2 separate regions of the Zea mays genome follow, and region 1 is linked to region 2. A link is a contact called in public Hi-C data. All regions are on one chromosome and are shown on one strand. Each heading gives the region's core, a stretch centred on a gene start, on an enhancer-like site or on the middle of the called end of the contact. The rest is flanking DNA. Distances are from core to core; before and after follow the strand shown. Region 1 holds the start of LOC109940837 (UDP-glycosyltransferase 91A1). Region 2 holds the start of LOC115072888.

The links. Hi-C and Micro-C count contacts between places; a contact is called where the count stands out from the background.
Region 1: a contact with region 2 is called in a Hi-C map of tassel, with 4 times the contacts expected there. The contact joins the promoter of LOC109940837 here to the promoter of LOC115072888 in region 2. A contact is called at or near these places in 2 of 25 Hi-C or Micro-C datasets (ear and tassel).

What each region holds. Positions count from the first base shown.
Region 1 is chr7:16,803,910-16,810,638 of Zm-B73-REFERENCE-NAM-5.0, reverse strand. LOC109940837 (UDP-glycosyltransferase 91A1) reads right to left here and starts at 3,189. Exons shown (of 2, transcript XM_020541163.2): 1 at 2,560-3,189; 2 at 1,391-1,933. The coding sequence starts at 2,933. The coding sequence ends at 1,918.
Region 2 is chr7:15,812,664-15,819,519 of Zm-B73-REFERENCE-NAM-5.0, reverse strand. LOC115072888 reads left to right here and starts at 1,796. Exons shown (of 2, transcript NM_001371024.2): 1 at 1,796-2,380; 2 at 3,123-5,358. The coding sequence starts at 2,094. The coding sequence ends at 3,162.

The DNA of each region.
Region 1 (6,729 bases), core at 1,940-4,439, 990 kb before region 2:
AAGGGTTCGTACGCTATTACATTTATGCCCTCAATAATTACATACAGAGCTTACAAGATGTCACAAGGGCTACATCGTCATTTGTATTTAATAACTTGAGCAACACCTTCTCCTTGCATCGTCTCATTGTTTCGTCGTGACGAAGCCTGCTTGACAAAGTGTGCTTCGTTGTACTTTGTTTTCGTTGTGCCGAAGCCACGTTATCTACCCATTTCACCATGACGAAGTCTGTTGGACGAAGCTTGCTTCGCTCCTCTTGTGTTATACCAAAGCTTTTCTGGTGACAAAGCTCCTGTAATATTTAGTAGTATGCTGAAAGCAAATGGATAGCTGTGTTTTTAGTACCATTGGAAGAGGAAGACCCCCAACACTTCCAAAGACTCGGCGCACGGAACACGGGGGCCACTGTCGCTACCCGTGCTTTGTTGTCAAAGTAGACCCATGTAAACCGCCCTAGGGCGCCTGGTCCCACTTGTAAGCTATAGTGTAGGTAGAGTTAATGGTGTATCCATCCGTGTTGTACCTAATCACATTGTAATGACATGTAATAACCCTTTGAAGGGGAATATTCTAGGGATAACGTAGGTAACCAGGGGCATAATTGTATTTACCAAGGTGAGACCGCCCCCTGGTTACCTATAAATACCCCCGTACTGTATCCTAATTCGAGATGCTGAAAAACACTGTTGCTCTAATACACCGTGTTGTCAAGCATCAAATCATCCCCGTTCTCCTACTGTTTGGATTAGCTTGACCATGTGTCAGCAAGTTCCAACAGGAGGATCACAAATATGCTCAATTTGTGCTAGAAATTGCCAAGAGAGGTCTCGCACACGAGCACCACTTCTATTTATATGTTCCAAACATTTCTAGTCGTTTTGTGCAAGTAACACAGCTTCTGCGCACACGCAGACAGTCTGCGCCCTCATGTCGAATGGTCCCTTGTACACAGTAACAGTTATATCCTCGTTTGAAACCTGTTAGAGTTGTCAGATAAAGGCTAGCCCATATGGTCCGCCACCCACGGCCGGACGATCTGAGATCTGGCAACTAAACTCACCTGAGCTCCGATTAGACCACTTTAACACGGGCAGATTGTTCGCCCTCCAAGACCGAACGGTCCGCCACCTGGGAGACATTACTGTCCAGACTAAAACCCCGAACAGTTCATAGTACACTTGATCAAAAACACATAGTGTTGGGGACTTGTTCTCAAATGCTATGAGTTAAGAACAAGGCAACACAAAATATTAAATGTTAATGTCCTTCGTCCTTCGAAGCATTATTTCCCTTAGGATATAACGATCTTCGGACGAAGGTCATGAAGGACGTACCTTCATCATCACGGTATACGTTAATGAAAGACAGAGCATATGAAACATGAAGATAACATGAATAATCATATAACATCATTCACATATCTTCATTATATAATCTTGAATAGATAAAGACAATATTTAATTACATTTGTGCCTTCGGCTTGATAGAAGGCAAAAATCCAAGCGTGGCGCACGAGCGAATACAAGATAGCGTGAACAGTACAGGGGTACTGTTCATCCATTTATAGGCACAGGACGCAGCCTGTGAGGAATTACATTCATGCCCTTTACAAATGATTACAATCATAATACAAGCTATCATGGACCGATTGGTCATTTCATCTTTAAGTCGGTACATCCGGTAGTACGCTATGAAGCTCTCTGATTGGCAGCTTCGGCTTTGCTTCTGTGTCGATCTTCCGAAGGTGTTTATTCTTATGGGACCTTCGGCGACGAAGCAGACCCCCAACACATAGTCTCTGCCCAAAATATTTTAGCACCTGTGGACGGTCCGCTGACCCTGGTCAGGTCTGTACAACCATACAGGGGCTTGTGTAAACATGCAATCCCTCTAGTTAGGACCGCGGACGAGCCGACCCTAAGGTCCAGATGGTCTGCAATACAAGAGCTCAAATTACTCCGAGAAGGACCACTTCTGTTGGTCCACATAGTGAGTCACGGACAGTCTGCCAATCCCGGTCGAACGGTCCGTTGACCAATGAACCACTTAACTTTTCAACCACGCTTTTGAAAAGATTTTAACTCTCGAAATCGGAAGCGTTGTTAGTCCTAATACAAATGCAACTACTAGATGCTCTATGAGGCATGCGTTTGGTTGCAATGACAGGACGGGATGGGATGGGACGATCCCTCAAATTAGGTTGTTTGGTTCTGGGTCAAGGGTTAGGACAGGACTATCCAGTGTTGTCCCCTATTGTCCCTCAAAATTGGAGGAATGAGAGAGGACGTCAGGGGACGACCCTGTCCTAGCTGTCCCGCAATCAAACACACCCTAAGTTTCCCATAGATAAATGTCATTTACCTCTCTTGATAGTACGACTATTTATCCGACTAATTCGGTCAATTTCTTCTCTAAACACCTTGTGACCGGAAAAAACAAAAGGGCTATTTAAATTTGTACCCTCAGTTTTATAACCTTCCTCATTTTTACTCTTAATTATGTTTTTTTCTTAGTACCCTTAGAAAAAATGCAGGCAATACGTAAAAATATATACACTACCTTATGCTGTTCAGCAATTGGCCAGATCCAGTTCTGAGCGAAGTCGAGGACGATCCAGTCGAGCTTCCTCGAGAACGCGGACGCCTAGCCGGCGGCAGCACAGCCCCGATGGCAAGGCGCTCGAACGGCGCGGCGAGGCCGTCGAACGCCTTCTGGAGGAGCCCGACCTTCTTCGGAAGGACGTCGGCGGTTGACTCGGCGCCCTCGGGGAGGCCATCGACGCCGGGCAGGTCCAGCCTGACGATGCATAGGTGCGCCGCGAGCTCCAGCGGGATGGAGCCCTGCAGCTTGGCGGCGTTCCTCGGCGTGGAGACGAAGGTGACGGCGTGGCCGCGCCGCGCCAGCCGCTTGGAGAGGTCCAGAAACGTGATCATGTGGCCGAACGCCAGTCATGGGAACACGACGATGTGGAGAGCTTGACATTCGGTCTATTAGGTTAATTCGGTTCGGTCTATTCGAGTTTGTGAAATTTCAGGTTTTGAAAAATGAGAACCGAAATTTTCAAAAAAAATTAGGAACCGAACCCGAATAGACTCACAATTTCGGTTCGGTCTATTCGGTCCACCGAATAGACCCAAATTATAGAGAGACTAGTATATTTTGTCAAAATATATACAATGAATAATTAATTGAAAGTACTATTATTACAACAAGTGACTATAAAATTAGCATACAAAGATATATATATTATTGTTAAGATGATATTATTATTTCTAGCTAATAAGTTCATAAATCATATAATAATATCATCACATATTAAGAGCTTTTTTATATTTCGGGTTATTCGTTCTATTCGGGTTTTAAAAGTTCAGAATCGAACCCGAATCCATACCCCGAAATATAGCACGTATAGGAACCGAATCCGAACCCAAAAACCCAAATAGACCGACAATTCGATCTATTCGGGTTCGGTTCAGGTTCGGGTTCGGTTTTAAACTGCCTGTTTGGTTGATGTGCGGAAGGTTGCAGCTGCACTCGCGGAGTCTCAAAGTGCATATTGTTTGGTTTACTTCTCTCAGCGTACTGGTTGAACGGATGCAAAAATAGATGGCGAGCCAGGCCCGCGTGAGATGCTCCCAGCGCGCGTACGCCGGCGTGCAGTCCGGTGGCATGCTGTTGCATGTAGTTGCACGCAAAACGAGAACGCATTTATATGTTCTTGCATCATATCTTTTAAATAAAAAAGTTAATCATCGAACCGATTTTATATTCGTGTTCCTGGATTTTTTTTGAACAAAACTAGACCACACATGCTATATAATATTTAAAGATTTATTTATTCACTTTTCTCTAATACATGTTTTGGTGTAGATAACCAAACACAGGTTATATTTGTCCTGAATGTAATAATACAACCAACCAAACAAAAGCATATGTACATACCAAGCTTGTACACAAGGAGCCTGACCCGTCGGATATGAGCCAGCCTACCTGTGTACAACAACCAATCAGACGGAAAATGTCCACCCCTATTCTTGGGTGTCGTCCTCTTCCATGGCCAGCCACTGTAGAATCTAGCAGGTAGCTTGACTACTGCGTGCGCAGATGAAATGGTACGGCAGCACCTTTGATATGAAATCAGATGACACCGGAGGTTTCTTCTACTCAGATTATTCGGATCGGATGCACGCAGATGTGTTTATAATTCGTATGTCCGCTCAGCCAAGAGGGCTCAGGTGACCCCTACACGTTGGCATGGATACAGAGGACCCGTTTGATTCTGCACCAGTGTGGCCCGTACTGACAGACTGGGCCAAGCCAGATGTGTGAGGTGCAATTATTTTGTGTTTTGGTATTGTTGCACCAAACAGATCAGGCCAACACGGTCTCTTGTTTGTTTTGCTGCACCATAGGCCGGTCATTAACACTGACAAAAGGTGCAACACACCAGCTAGGCTCTCAAAAACGACTTTGAATTTTATTGCTTGGGAGCTGGACCACGGGTGCTTCAAATACCATGATAGCCACACCCAAAACAAATAAACCACCAGGCCAATCATAGTGTCCGTTTATTTTGGCTTTTTGTTGAGGAGCTTTTCTGACAATTGGTTGTGACGTTGTGTGGAGAATCTGACTATATGGAAAATATGAGTATCATGGAATTACGTACGGAAAAAGATGAAGTAGTCTATAGGGTTTAGGATTTAGTAAGTGACGGATTCCTTCTATTATGACGATTCGATCGATTAGGTGTTCATGTTCATTTTAGACGGTTTTCACCAAAGCGATTCTCATAAAAACAGACTGAAAAACTAAACGTTTGGTATTCTGCAGCAGCTTTTAGCGTCCAAAATCAGAAGAAAAAAAAACTAAAACAAACATGCCCATAATCTGATAGCTTGTCAAGGCATCTGAGTTTGGGAAACAAATAGGCCCGCATTAGGGACAGTTTGTTTCCATAGTGCTAAAATTTAGCACATGCTATATTTAAACACCTTGCTAAACTTTAGCATTTAAGGGTTGTTTGGATACAAGTGCTAAACTCCTAATTAATGCCCTAATTAATACCTCTTTAGCACAGTTCGATGGGGGAAGAGAAAGCAACAGTTGGACCATGGTGGGGGAGAGAGAAAGGGGTTATGATCACTTTTAACACATTTTAGTATCTTTGGTGGAGCTAAAATGCTAATGTGTGCTAAATAGTAGCACAACACTTTTTGTCAGCCTGTTTGGTCCCTCATGTGCTAAACTTGCTAAACTTTAGCAAAAAAGTTTAGTGCTAAGGGAAAATAAACATGACCATAGTTAGGTCCTAGCCCACTCATATACCATTCTCATGGTCTTTTTGTTTAGCCCCTAAGGAAAATAAACTTTAGTGACTAGTGAACTTTAGTCACTTTTAGCCCCTAAGGACATGTACAACCTAGAGACCCTAGAACGGTTTTCTAAATACAAGAGACAGCTAAGAGACTGCATAGTATAATCCTAAGTGTCCTTGGATTATAAATGTAGTTAAGAGACAATAAATATAAATAGTCGTGAAGAGACCGGCTCTTTGTGAAGAGCTCGTCTCTTGATTTTTTCGCTTACCCCCTAGAGACCTCTCAAGAGACGCCTCAATTAATGGGGTTGTACATGACCTAAAGAAGCAAACAAGGTAATTAGAAGCCTCCAACTAAAGTTTAGTCCTCTAGTCACCAAGGGGTTGACTAAAATGACTAAAATGACATTTTTACTGCATTTGCCCTGCCCTCCTTCCTTGTGCCCTATAAAATAGAGGTGATGCAGTCTTTATGTATAGTAATTAAAGCTTGCAGGTGGTAGACTAACCGTAAAGAATCGACTTTGGGGATGTCCATTCATAGCTCTCCCTATGTTGCCAGTTTTGTCTTTAATTATCAGTTTTCTTCATTACCGTTTGCTTTGCAGGTTGAAGATGATGGTTCGATCGTTAAGATCGGTCATGAAGAGAAGCTTGATGACTACATGAAGTCCTTTGATGATCTCCATGGTTAGACGTTTAACTGCAACTGGCAATGTTTTCTTGGGACAATTAAATTTTCTTTGCCGTTTTGCTTTCTTATGGTTGTTATGGAATTTTACTGGATAGTTAGTTGGGTCTGTTGGTATATCCTCCTAAACTTTCTGTCATTACTGTTAGTTTTGGCACTAGATTTGTTCTCAATTGCTATTTAGGAAAGTTATTGGATAAAGGGTTATTTGGCACTAGGTTTGTTCCCAATTGCTAATATTTTATCGAATAATTTGTGTGTCATCACAATTCACAATCATATATGTTTACAGTGATATTTTGCCACATATTTTTTGAATATCATAGTGATGTTTGTCCTTCAGTATCTATATTTTACACTAATTTTAACTCATATGGCAACGCACGAGCACAAACCTAGTACCAAATGAATATCACTTAGGTTGTCTCCAACAGCTTACTTATCCTATTTCATCTCATATCTTTAAACTTCACTTTATAAATATTGCAGTTTATATATGCACAATATGCTAAAGACAGCCTTAAAATGGTAACCTTAGTTATCAACCCAAGGGGTTTTGGTGTCTTCATCGTCCTTAGTTGGCTTAGACCTAACAGAAGTTGCCAAAACTCATGTTCGCGTGTTATAGGAGGGATACAGGCATACAGCATTGGTTAACTTCATCAAATAGATCTTTGGAAAAAAAAGGGAAAGTTGATAGATCCACTACCAACCTGCT
Region 2 (6,856 bases), core at 547-3,046:
TCTTGCCCAACAACGCTGACGATCAGGGCATGGCGAAGCTCCAACTCAGCACGGTCGAGCATCCTGGACCGCCCAATAAACCTCACAGGGCGAGGACCATCCTGAGCCGCGGGCGACAAGTCTCCCGAAGATAGCAGCAGAGGATCACCGCCAAGACCACCACTAGGCCCGGACCTGCGCCTTCGCTGCCCACGGCGGGTACGCCGCTTCCCGCTGATCGCGGCATCGGAACCACCAAGCGTCGAGCCACCCGCCATGGCTTGGTCGGCACCAGCGACCGCCGCCGGGGCCTCCATGGAAATTGGCCGCCACACCAGTCTGCGCACAGGAGCGGCCAGGTTCGTTTGCCTGCGCGGGCACTCGCTCACACGGTGCCCCGGCCGCCTGCAGAAGAAGCACCGCACCCTGTTCGAACACCGCGCCGCCCGATGATCAGCAGAGAAACAGTTGAAACATCTGCCCCGCAGATCAACCGGCACTGGTCTGGGTTCTGGCAGGGGAGGGCGACGAGTCAAGCGGCGGTCGCGACGACTCTGGACAGTCTTCCAGCCGCCACCAGCCCTCTCCACTGCCAACCGAGAAACAGGGCGCTGCGAGGACACCAGCGCATCCCTGTAGGAGCGGCGACCCTGAGACGAGGCCACACCCACGGCCGCCGGGACAGCGCCCGCCGAGACAGCGCCCGCGCCCGCCGCCGCCGGGATAGCACCTGCGCCCGCCGGGACAGCGTCCGCCGGGGCAGCACCCACGCTCGCCGCGCCCGCCGCGCCTGCTGCGCTGTCGTCACGCCACCGCTGCGCCTTGGACCGACCACAAACAGAGGGCCCCGCCGACGCCGGGGAAGAGGAGAGGTGATTGGCCGCCGGGATCGGAGTGATCTCCGGCGTGGGGCTGGTGGAGGAAGGTGAAGAGGCGTCGGGGGTAGAGGAGAGGGTCAGGGGATAGGAACGGTCAGGCGGGAAAGGAAGGGGCGCCATCACAGTTTTCTATACTTGATGTGCACATAGCTAGTGGAAGTTTTCTTCAGATGATGGCAGGAGACGGTAGTACCTCCAGTGAGTTTTCAAACGGTTAACAGATGCCTCCTTTTCTTATGTTCTGATGAAGGGTACCTTCAAATTTTACTGCATGGAAAGATGAGGTAAGTGCTGGTGTTTTACTGGTTCTTCAGAAGGAATGTAATGGAACCTGGCCTACCAGTACCACTGGCAGTGGCAGCAGCAGCAGAAGCAACAGCAATTGCAGCTCCATTGTCCACTTTAATTTTGTTGCCTTGCATAACAGTGGGTTCCAGGACAGACAGTGTGTCAGTGGCTGCCTCAAGGATAACAAACTCCTTTGGCACTTTCCACAGCATGGAAATTGTGTGGACTTTCTCTCCGGCCTCAGCTCTGCTTCTGTTCAGACAAGCTTTGTTTTCCACCAAAAAGAAGAAGAAAAAAAAGGTTGATAAATCCCATCGTATTACAAAAGCAGTTTGCATCCCTGTTTTGAACATGTGCATTCCATTCCTTGGTGGTGCATGTCACTTCGATGCTGCTTTTGGACCTCACTTTGCCAGTGCAGTGCAATCCCTCACCTGCCATGCCTACTCCTAGATTTGCTCAAAGATCACATCTCTCATCTCATCTGTTGATTGCTTTCATGTAATCTAGGTTATCCTCTAACCTTAGTTGTACCTGAAGGATAACCAAGGCGCAGTGGTAAACCAAGGACCAGAAAGCACTGCCAGTGTGCCATCTGAAACTCCTGGTCATTCTCTTTTACTACCATTGAAAGATCGATCTAAGAGGGAGGGGGGACTCAAAAGGCAAAGGACAAAGGCAAGGCTGCAGGCTTTGCTTTGATTCTACCCTGACCCCCAGCAAAACATTAGGCCCTTCAAAAGCACATCAGAACCTGCTGCAGCAACAAGAAACTGTGAAGAAAGCACACAGCCTGTCCACAGCATATTATTGTGCAGACTGCAGCGCAGAGAGAGGTGGCTTTGCACTTGGCTAGTTGCATGCACCACTCCATGACCATGAGAAGCTCATAGGACTAGGAGGCTGGTGGCGGTAGTGCAAAAAAGAAACTGGAGGTAGTATAGGATTATGAGCAGGCCAGCTTGGTCTGCGAGGGAGGCATTGGCGGCCTCAGCCGTGGCCGCCGTCCTGCTTGGAGGCCTTGTGCTGATGTCTTTGGTGGTGGGGAGGGACGCGAGGACGCCATCGCCAGCTAGCGCGGCTGCGCCTGCGGTGGGTGGTAGAAGGATGGTGATCGGAGCCAGTGGAAGGTTGGCTGGTCAGAGGAGGGCAGCGGAGGAGCTGAAGGGTGGTGATGATCCTTTGAGCAGCAGCAAGAGGAGGGTGCCCAATGGACCGGATCCAATCCACAACAGGTACCTTCTCTTTCTTGCGTGCAAATTAACATGGAATGCTCTCTCTCTCTCTCTCTCTAAAACTTTCTGTTCATTTTTGTCTCACTAAATTCAAGCTGAATACATGTAAAAAGAATCGGCCTCAATAGCAGCTTGAGATTTGGTCATGTTACAAATCAAGTCCCTATTTTTCATGCTCTTGCATGGGCCTCCTGACATCCTCTTTTGACACCCAATGGCAAAATGGTAGAAGATGAGAAGAACATGATATGTACTTCTTTTGCCATGTTCCTCCAAGGATCCCCATAAACTCCTAAGGTCCACGTGTATTATTGAAGTGGATTGGAGTGAAAATCAAACTCAGTCCCACCCTAATCCACTCTAACACACACACACACATGAACTGAAATGGATACAGCTGCACCTAAATAAGACCTAACTGTGGATGCAAATGCATCCAAACAAGGTCTAATTGTCTCTACCATATCATCAGTGTAAAACTGTAGACTAAATCAACGGTGATAAAGTAGAGTGCTAAAAATCTGATAGACTGAGGCAAAAAAGTAGAGTGTAGAACATGATATATCTACTTAAATTCTGTCACTGAAAAAGGATGATTACACAGTTTGTCTTCATTGCACACCATCTCCCAAATTAAAAAGCAAAATCTTGAACAACACACTTGTTGCATGGTGTTGTATTGCAACGCTTTCCCCTTCCCCTATTTCCCAAAGGCTCACAGCTCAGTCGTGCGTTCTTCCAGGGGAGCTGGAGAGTCTGGAAGCTCACCAGGCCGAGCGTAGGCAGCAGCGGTGCACGCCGGCCGCCCCCCAAAGAATGGAAGTTTCCCAAACACTTGGCGCTGGATCCCTCTTCTCATCTGTGGTGGTGGTGGCCTGGTGTGTGTGTGTGTGTGGGGGGGGGGGGGGGGGGGGGGGGGGGGGGGGGCGGGTCTGGCGCCGGGACGTCACGTTCTAAGCACTGCTATTTGTGATGGTTTCGGCACGAATTAAAGACACTGGCTTTTCCGAAAACAAAAGGCCACGTACTCTACTGATGACGGCACAAACGAAAGACAGCACTGTCAAGCTTCCCTCTCACGAAAGACGTACGCCGGATTAAAGTTTGAGCAGAGAGAGAGAGATGTGCAAGAGCTCCTTTGTTAATTTCACTGGTTGCTTTGCTTTGCACATGTGTGTAGTATTTATTCTTCTTCTTCTTTGTTTTTCATGTTTGTTTCCTTGTTGTATTGATTGGAAGAGGATGTTGCAAGTTTGCGATATACTAGAGGAACACGTAAAGAGATAAGATGGCAATATAATTCCCAGAGGCTTTGTTTGTGATCTGTCCGGCCTGTGATGAGATGTGAAATCTGTTTGCGATGTATGGCCCTGGGACTAGCTCCTTTTGGAACGAAGGATTTTAATTCCTGTTTCCTGCGTTTTTTTCTATGGAAATAAACTAATTCATGTGAAATTTCTATATGATTTCTATGTTAAGGCTTTTGATTTCCTGTGCTTTTGATTTGCCTATCTGTTAGCATATTCATGCAAATAACCACATCGTTTTTGCATATGTTAAGGCTGTAGTAGAATGTGTACACAATACTACCATATTTGCGCTGCAGAAGAAGAGCAGGTTGATATAGTGGAAGTGGTCATACGTTCTCGCATACCAGCAGCAACATATCCACTCGTGCTGGTCAACACTTGCAACAACAGTAGTAGCATCTTCATGGTATCCACACGTGTGAGAATGAAACACACAACATCGCTATACTAGCACGTGCGCGCAACGAGAGATATACACACAACATCGCTATGCTAGCACGTGCGCGCAGCGAGAGATATGGCGTCTCCGTCTTGGACGCTCGCAACACTAGGAAGAGAGGTGGCGACTGTGGCTTGGATCAGATGTATCTTTCTCTCTTTAGCATATGCCTACTCCTCCATATATACATATATATATATAAACACCTGCTAATGAGTTTTTACCCTAAACGATCATTAGTGTTCTCATGTATTACAGTTGTATATATTCAACAATCTCTCATTTGTACCAGATTCAATCATCTATGTGTGTTCCAACCCCGTAAGTGTTTAAGCCGTTAGGTTCATGTGTAGTCGATCATGATCGAAAACTAATAGGGGCCGTTAGGTTCATGTGTAGTCGATCATGATCGAAAACTAATAGGGGCGCCTAACAACATAATTTGAATCTTTTGTACACATAAAGATCACATCAACTGAATCTTCATATATATATATAATGTATATGGATCCCTGGGCTTTCAATAGCTGGGTGAAAGCCCTGACCCGATGTTGTCAACAGGTTCAGTCGCACCAGGTCTGAAGCGTCTATAAAAGGAGCTCCAGATCGCTAGAGTTCAGTTTTAGCGACGCTGACAGTTACGCCCCCACCCTGAGAAGCGCACGCGGCGGCGGATCCTGGAGCAAGCGCGCGACGGCGGATCCCTGAGGCCAGCGCGCAGCGATGGCCCCCTTGAGGCGCGCACGACGGCGAGGTGGGAGCGGTTGCGGCATCGGATCCTGAGGGCACGCACACGGTGGCGGCCCCATGAGGTGCGCACGACGGCGAGGTGGCAGCGGTCGCGGCGGCAGATCCCGCAGGGCATGAGCGCGACAGCGTCCCCTGAGGTGCACACAACAGCGACCCCTTGAGGTGCACATGGTGGTGAGGTGGGAGCGGCTATGGTGTCGCGACGGTGGATCTCGGGGGCACGTGAGCAACGACGACACCCCTAAGGTGTGCATGACGGCGAGGTGGGAGCGGATGGTGCGACTGATCTCGGGATGCACGCGCCCGAGGGTCGACTCCTGAGCGCGTACGACTGTGATGCCATCCAAGGTGGGAGCGGCGATGGCGGACTTTCCTAGGCGCGAGCGATGACGACAGCCTCCCCTAGTCACAAAGTGGTGGCGCATCCCAGATGCGAGGCGGCGGTTCCACAGGGGGACAATCCTATTTTTATGCTATTTTGTATACATATTTATGCTAATGTCAATAGGTTTTTACGACCTCTATTTCAGTTCATGGCTCCACTTCCATTTATTTGTATGTTTATGATATTTCTATTCACATTTTACACAAACAATTTATTGATTTTATGCATTATCTCCTTTACTTAATCCAGTGTGTATTGGGTTCCTACCATTTATGCCATATGTATAAGATATATTTACGACCCACACATATACGCAACAAAATAGAAATTTAGAAAAAAAAGTAATGCTCTAAGAAATGAAGTCATTTGCCATGATTCTATAAATCTCGCGTATGTCGATCCATTTCCTTTTCAACTCACATTCTTGTCATCCTAAATTTGTGCACATGCAGTAGAAAACAGATTTTTTACACAGTCTACCGTAGTGCATAAATAACTTCACCGTGTATTATAATTAGTATCAGTATATAACATCACTATAACGAGCCTTGATGCATGGATGTTGGAGAGATCCTATATTTATGGAGAAAATAAAGCATTTAAATCAGATTTTTTTTATTTCTATACATGTTTTTGTTATGAAATAGATCGATGATTTACACTAAAATTCATACCCATTTACGTTGTTTTGGTTCACGTTTTACACTGAAATCCACCTGAGCTCCCACACAAGATCGGCTCCATATCTTTTGTTCCGATATATACGGTAACTTCCAGCTTCGTGGGCGCGCTAATCATGGTGGTGTGTGGACCCAGCTGAATGAACCAATGAAAGGTTCGTTGCCGCTCTCATGTTATGCAAGTCTGAACCATTAAATATGCTAGCATAAACACGAGTAGGAACCAACTACCCGACCAGCGAACACGACGTTTGGCCCACCTTCGTCCATCCCAACTCGACCCCACCACGTGCGCACCTTCGGTTTACGCAAAACATAACACATGTTTACACATGCATAAATGTGCCCCACAATCGCGCGGACGCACGCGCCCCACTGGCCCGACCTGACCACGCGCGTGACCACACCCTGGCTAGGGCTTCCCATACCTATCGGAAGCCCTGGGCTTCCATTACCAATAGCATATATATATATATATATCCTTTTGTTACACAATAGCCATCGAACTCAAGATGAGATTAAACACAATTTCTTGTCGGTGTGCAAGATGAGGCGGGCGTGGGTTAACAGGTTTGGTTTTTTTACTGACTAAGGGCCTGTTTGATTATATAATCTAACTTATGCCATGGTTGTTTAACCTCTAGATTATATAATCCAGTTTAAATAATTTAAGAGGCAAACAAGCAACATAGATTATTGGCGTGGATTATATAATCTAGATGTTGGTGTTTCGAACCTTCGCTCCGACAAGTAAATTTCTATGTGCGCGTCCGGGGCTCCGGACGGTGTGCTCGGTCGTCGCAAGGTTTATACTGGTTCAGGCATAATCCATGCATCCAGTCTTGGACAGCTCTATCGGCACCTCTATTGCTCGATGCTCATAGTAGGGGTTACAATCGGGTGAGAGAGAGA